Regions from separate parts of the Mus musculus genome. Here region 2 is linked to region 1. Evidence: chromatin contacts called from public HiChIP or PLAC-seq data. All regions are on one chromosome and are shown on one strand. The core of a region is the stretch at or near the end of the contact, and the rest is flanking DNA. Distances in the headings are between cores, read along the strand shown.

The links. HiChIP or PLAC-seq counts read pairs in DNA pulled down with a chosen protein or histone mark.
Region 2: an H3K27ac HiChIP or PLAC-seq map of embryonic stem cells shows a contact between it and region 1, with 6 read pairs. The contact joins the promoter of Zbtb12 here to the promoter of Sapcd1 in region 1. A contact is called at or near these places in 4 of 39 promoter capture datasets (the 3T3-L1 cell line, the C10 cell line, cranial neural crest and 1 more), 1 of 484 Hi-C or Micro-C datasets (embryonic stem cells), 2 of 115 datasets of contacts at active chromatin or transcription factors (embryonic stem cells and pancreatic cancer cells) and 3 of 9 other capture datasets (adipose tissue, liver and pancreatic islet).

The regions. Positions count from the first base shown.
Region 1 is chr17:35,026,513-35,029,652 of GRCm38.p6, reverse strand. It overlaps Sapcd1 (suppressor APC domain containing 1), which reads left to right and starts at 1,637. Exons shown (of 4, transcript NM_023893.4): 1 at 1,637-1,856; 2 at 2,069-2,209; 3 at 2,867-2,959. The coding sequence starts at 1,743. It overlaps Msh5 (mutS homolog 5), which reads left to right. Exons shown (of 25, transcript NM_001146215.2): 24 at 384-457; 25 at 801-1,048. The coding sequence ends at 912. Gm52318 (a long non-coding RNA gene) reads right to left here and starts at 2,105. Exons shown (of 2, transcript XR_003952415.1): 1 at 2,017-2,105. It overlaps Vwa7 (von Willebrand factor A domain containing 7), which reads right to left. Exons shown (of 17, transcript NM_138582.1): 17 at 2,912-3,140.
Region 2 is chr17:34,893,254-34,896,392 of GRCm38.p6, reverse strand. Zbtb12 (zinc finger and BTB domain containing 12) reads right to left here and starts at 1,834. Exons shown (of 2, transcript NM_198886.3): 1 at 1,624-1,834; 2 at 1-1,172. The coding sequence starts at 1,152.

The DNA.
Region 1 (3,140 bases), core at 388-2,887:
GTAATGAGCACCACCCCACCTCGGGCCCCCTCAAGTACACTGCTCCTCTTGCTAAGTTTAAGATTGACTTATCTTATGCATATGAGTGTTTTCCTTGAATTTATATAAATACACCACATGTGCCTGGTGTCTGTGGAGGTCAGAAAATGACATCAATCTCAGGACACTGGAGTTACAGATGGTTTGTGAGCTGCCAGTGGGTGCTGGGAATTGAACCCAGGTTCTCTGAGAGAGCAGTCAGTGCTCTTAGCTGCTGAGGCATCTCTGCACCCTCTTTCCTGTTCCTCTTGAAACTCTGGACTTGTAGGCCCACAGGACTTCTGACCCTCATTTCCCCTCTTCCCTAACGTCCTCACCCCATCCTCCCTGTGCCTCTGTGCTAGGTCTCAGACTTGATCCGCAGTGGGAAACCCATCAAGGCCACGAATGAGCTTCTGAGGAGGAACCAAATGGAAAAGTGAGTGGGGCCTGCCATGCTCCCCACAGCTCCTGTGTTCTCCCTCACCTGGCCCCAGCCATCTTTCTGCAGCCCCGTGCTCTCTTCCTCCTCCTCCTCCTCCTCCTTCTCCTCACCAAGTCAGGTGTGGCACGGGCACGTGCCTGTAAGCCTGGTGTTCAAGGCCAGCCTGAGCTACATAGCAAGACCTTGTCAGAAAACGACAAACAAAACCAACTCAGTATCCATGGCTGCTTTTGAAACGCTTGGCTCTCCAAGGCTGCAGTTTCCCGCACAGACCCTCCCCTCTGTCTGCATAGGGAGTTGGCGACCCAGCAGCCACACTGTTCTGTCTCTCCTGCAGCTGCCAGGCACTGGTGGATACGTTTCTAAAACTGGACTTGGAGGATCCCACCCTGGACCTGGACATTTTCATTAGTCAGGAAGTGCTGCCCGCTGCTCCCACCATCCTCTGAGAGTCCTCCCTCGCCTCCCAGCTACCTGAGCCCCGGGGCCTACCATGCCTTTTCGGGTTTTTTTTTTTCCCTTACTGCAGAGTTCTCAGTTTGCACATTGTGTCTTGTGCTAGGAATAAAGCTTATTTTAGATCAAGGTGTTTCCTTAGGTCACCCAACAGGACATCAGCTGGGACAGGGGGAAGTCACTCAAATATAGTGACAGTTGGGCTGGGCAGATGCTCAGTGATTAGAGGCACTGACTGCTCTTGCAGAGAAAGTGGCTTTGGTTCCAAGAACCACATGGTGGGTCACATCTGTGTGTCACTCCAGTTCCAAGGGATCTTACACCCTCTTCTAGTCTCAGGGGCTCTGGGACACATGGAATACACATAAGCTCATGGACACACACATACACATAAACTAACAAGTAGATAATTACATTTAGTCAGGAATGGTGGTATAAATAAATAAATGCAGGTACGATGGTGCAGACCTTTAATTCTACCACTGGGAAGACAAAGGCAGGTGGAGCTCTGAGTTTGAGGCCAGCCTGGTCTATATAGTGAGTTCCAGGCTAGCTAGGCTACACAGGGAGACCCTGACTCTAAATAAAACTTTAAATAAATTTAGATTCTGTCCTTGGGACTCAATGAGGACAAGCTACTTCCAACAGACTATACAAAACAAAAACCACAAAAACAAAAATGAAGGTTGACACACAGTTTAAGGGAAGCTATCTGTTGCCTTAAGAATTATCCTGGCCTCACAGGCTGAAAGACAAGGCAGGATGGGTAGAAGATGGGTTGGGGAGGGACCAGCCCCGGCTCCGCCCTTCCTACTTTAGAGCCATGGAGAGCCCAGGTCCTGGTGGGCCACCCCTGGTGCAAGCGCCCTACACTGTTCTGCTGCTACCACTGGGGACAAGCCGCCAAGACCCAGGAGCCCAGAACTTCTTCCTCTGGGTGAGTGCGAGACCAACTCAGTCTTGGGACATCCCCTCCCATGATGTACCCTGCATATATTTCCTCTCAACTGAGGACCCACAGACTTTCCCTCTGTATTCCTTTGTTATTCAAATCCTTAGTGATCAGATAGTGAGCCCTTTAGAGGAGATTGCCATACCTAGGGTCCTGCTGGGAGTGAGTCGTTTTGGCCTGTGTCTCCTCTAAGCCAGCTGCAGATGATGCAGGCTCTGGAGAGGGAACAAGATGCTCTGTGGCAGGGCCTGGAGCTGCTGGAGCATGGCCAGGCCTGGTTCGCAGACCGGCTGAGGGAGACCCAGCAACGGCAGCTGCAGCTGGGGGCCCTTGGCGAGGTAGGGGGCAGCCATCTGTGCACGGGCTGGGGAGGGAGAAGCAGGGAGCACGTGGACCTCAAAGGCTGCTCTGGGAAGGGGAGGGTTAACGGGCAGGGCACATGAACTGGAATAGCATTGGAAATGACAGGACAGCCACCAGTGTTCATTGTGCTGGAAGAAGTGGTCTGCATTCCATTCAGAGGGACTCCATCTGAGCACCCCACAGAGAATCAGAGAGTGGCCTGGGTGTCTCTCACTGGGCGGGGGGGGGGGGGGGGGGAGAAGACCCATAAGGAACAGGAGTGGGGGTGGGGTTCCAGGGTGGGGGTGGGGTTCCAGGTAGTTTGAAAGGAACTGACTGCAATTTTAAGAGATGGAGGTGGAGTGGTGGCCCACGCCTTTAATCCCGGCACTTGGGAGGCAGAGGCAGGCAGATTTCTGAGTTCGAGGCCAGCCTGGTCTACAGAGTGAGTTCCAGGACAGCCAGGGCTACAGAGAAACCCTGTCTCCAAAAACCAAAAAAAAAAAAAGATGGAGGTGGAGAGAGAGGGCTGGCCTTTCCATCTGTCTGGAAGGGTTCTGGGAGAAGGGAATCTGATGAGAAGAGTGGCCCGTGGTGAGGAAGTGGCAGGAGGACCTGTCTCCAGCACTCGGTCACCCTCCAACCCTGCCTAGGACTTTCTGATGGACTTGCATTCAGAGACTGATGCCCCTCTGCTAACCCGGATTCAAAAGGTGAATGCTTGTCTGCACAGTCTGATTCACAAGGTGAGTTTATTAGTTTTAATTTCTAGACTTCGGGGACGGACGGGGCTTTTGGAGTCGTACTGATTTAGCCTCGTCCATATGCACTGGCTGACTCCCACACAGTCCAGGACCAGGAGGGAATGTCAGGGCAAGAGAACTTCTGGTGGCAATGGGTGAACTGACAGGGGTTGAGCCCTGGCTG
Region 2 (3,139 bases), core at 585-3,084, 130 kb after region 1:
GACACCACGGTGGACGTTCATGTGGCGGTTGAGGTTGCTGCTGTGGTTGAACTGCTTGCCGCAGCGTGGGCACATGAAGATGAAGTGTTGCGCACGCATGTGGAAGACCAGCTTCTCCACACCCTGGAACACTTCAGGGCATTTGGTGCATTTGATGTTCTTTAAGGGGTTTCCACTTGAGAAGCCCCCAGGCAGAGGTCCCCGGCTACCCCCTGCCCCCAGACTGCCCCCCGCCCCCCGGGCAGCCATGGCCACCGCTGCTGCTTCCACTAGGCCCGAGGTGGCCCCCACACTGGCCCGGCCTCCTGGGATCAACAACAGGCCTTCCCCTTCCGCGTCCTCTGACAGGCTGTAGCATGCCTTCACCACCCCTTGCGGTGGGGTAACAGTGTTGGGGGCCACACTACTCTGGGCCAGCTCTCCCAGGTGGCTGCTCACAGAGGCCCCGATACCCAGACCCCCGGCTAGGCTTCCAGGGGGTTTGAGCCGGTGTGCCACTTCTAGAGCCGACTCCACTTTGACGATGCAGATGTCAGAAACATCTTCATCTTCATCCTCATCCTCCTCTTCCGCCTTCAGCTCTAGGTCCTCATCCAGCGGAAACTCCAGCTTCACCGGTCGCAGGAGCGGAGGGGGTAGAGGAGGTGGTGGTGGGGGTTTTGGAGCTGGCTTTGGGGTCCTGGCTGGAGGGAGGAGGGACTTGGTGGCACTGACACTGCTTAGGAGGCTAGCCTCGCTGACCCCATCTTCTTTAAGGCCTATTTTGGGCTCAATGAACTGGCTAAGGGCGTTCCGGCATTTCTCCACTACATGCTCCATTTGCAGGTAGGAGGCTGCTGTCAGGTAGTTCACGATGTCCCTGACTGCGAACTCCAGGGCGCCTGTGTAGCAAGAGAGGAGCAAGTCCGCCACAATACGCGCGCTGTGCATCAGTGAGACCTGCAGCTCAGAACTGGGGTTCAGCAAGAACTGGTCCCGGAGGAACGGTGAGCAGGCGGCCAGGATGACCTTGTGGCCACGGAATTTGAGGCTGTCGGCCACGATGGTCACATCACAGAACCGCTCCTCTGCACGGAGCTGGTTCATGTTCCGCAACGTTGCGGCCTCGTGGCCAGGCAGCTGGAAGCGCAGGACTTCCACCCCAGAGGCCATTGTGGCGGGAGTGGACTGCCCTGGGTGGGAAGGAAACGAGTCAGAGACAAAGGTCTCTGGCTGTCGGAGGCCAAGGCTCCAGACCCCTCATCCCTACCTCCCTAGTCTTGGCGCGCCTCCCTCAGTTTCCCCAATTCCAAGGAGGCGCGGTCCCTCCGAGGAGGGAGGCGTGGTTCCCGGGGGCGGGGCAGCGGCGTCCACACCCCCCAGTCCCGCAGCCCGCGCGCCCACGGGAGAATGGATAAAGGGGTGGATGGGGGGAAAAAACCAGAGGATTGCAACTCTGGGGTGGCCCCCGGTTGCAGGTACTCCTCACCCGCCTCGCTCTAGCCTGGGCCGCGCTGCTGTGAGTCCCCCTTTTCACGTCCTCCCACCGCCCGGACAGGTCGTGCACGCCCCCCTCCCACGCGCAGATCTCCGTGGCACGCCCCCCCACCCAGACTCACGACCCTGGGTGCACGCGCCTCTCACCTGGCCCGGTTCCGCGTGCTGATTTTTCCCCCCTGGTCCCCCACCCCCCCGGGGCCAGCGACGCCCCCCACACACGGGCAGGGCCGGGGCAGCGCGCAGGCGCGGGGGTGCACGGGGTGCGCGCGCGGGCCGGCTCCGCGTGGGCGGGAGGGGGAGGGGCGGGGGCAGCTCGTGCCGAGTGTTCCAAGGCCCCGCGCAGCGCAGCGTCCTCGCGGACTCGGGGCGGAGGAAGAGGGGAGGGAATTAAAGGAGCAGGATTCCCCCTCCCCGACCCCCCTTTTCTCCCCCGGCACCCCCACGCGGTTAAAGGGCTGGACAGTCGGGCCTCCCCTTTGGCCAGGATTATTTGTCCGCCAGAGCGGAAATACGCTCCACACCGCCCCCTATTTCACGCTCCCCCTCCTCTCTGCCTCTGGGGCCCGCGGCCCGTCTGCGCGTGCGTGCCAAGGCCCGCGCACTCGGCCCCGCCCCCGGCTCCTAGAGCCCCCCTCCCGCGCCCCAGCGCGTCCCCGCTAGCCCCGCCTGCCCCGCGCCCCCCAGCGCGCGCGCTCCCCGGGAACTGCGCAATCTGCGCGGCCACCTGCTCTCCAGCAAGGCGTCACTCCCGCCCAGCTGTGCGAGTCAGGCCACCTCCCAGAGCCTTGGACCTGCCGGTGGCCTACCAATCTTAGGATCACTGCTGCCCTCGGGTGCATCCTCCGCTGAATGTGTGCACAGTTCCTCAGGCCACATTTCCAGACTTTTCCAAGTCTTCTGAAGCTGGTGCCCACTGTAGTCCTGATCTAAAAGAGAATTTCACTTTCCACAAAGCCTGATGAGCCAGCGCTTGCCCTCAGCTTGTCCGGCTTAGAGCACACGGTTACGTCAATCACACTCATTCTCCCTTCTATTTTATCCACTCTGACTTCTTGCCAAGGTCAAGAACCCCACTCATACTGTGAAAGATTAGTGCGTTTCACCTTCACTGTGTAATTAACCCTGGGACTAATCTTGCAAATTGTGCAATTATTTATATTGGTACTAATGTGCCATCTATAATTTTCTCTGCACCCACTCTGTCCTGTCCCAGAAGAGGAGATGCTCCCTGACCCTAGATACCCACTCTACTCCGGACTGGCTTTCTTTGCCACTCCAAAACTACCTTCAACACAACTTCAATGTGAGTACCTGTCTTGAAGGCTAGCCCACCAGCGCTTCTGTGCACCCCAAATACCCACACTGGCTTTAAAGAATAAAGTCCTCAGGGGGTGGCCGCTGTTGCCTGCAGGTTATATTTTTTTTATTACACCCTCCAGGAAGCTTCTCAATCCTGAGGATGCTCAACTGCTTGCAACCCGATGCCCCCCCCCCCCCCAAGACATCTTGAATACAGGAATTAAGTTATGTATGGGCTGTGTTTTGCAAATAAAAGTCAGACAATAAATGGCTGGGTGTTGACATCATTGGCTTTCAGCTGGACCTGCATCCGCCCATACAAAGTTCATTCCTGATTGAACCGAATTCTCACACCCAAGAG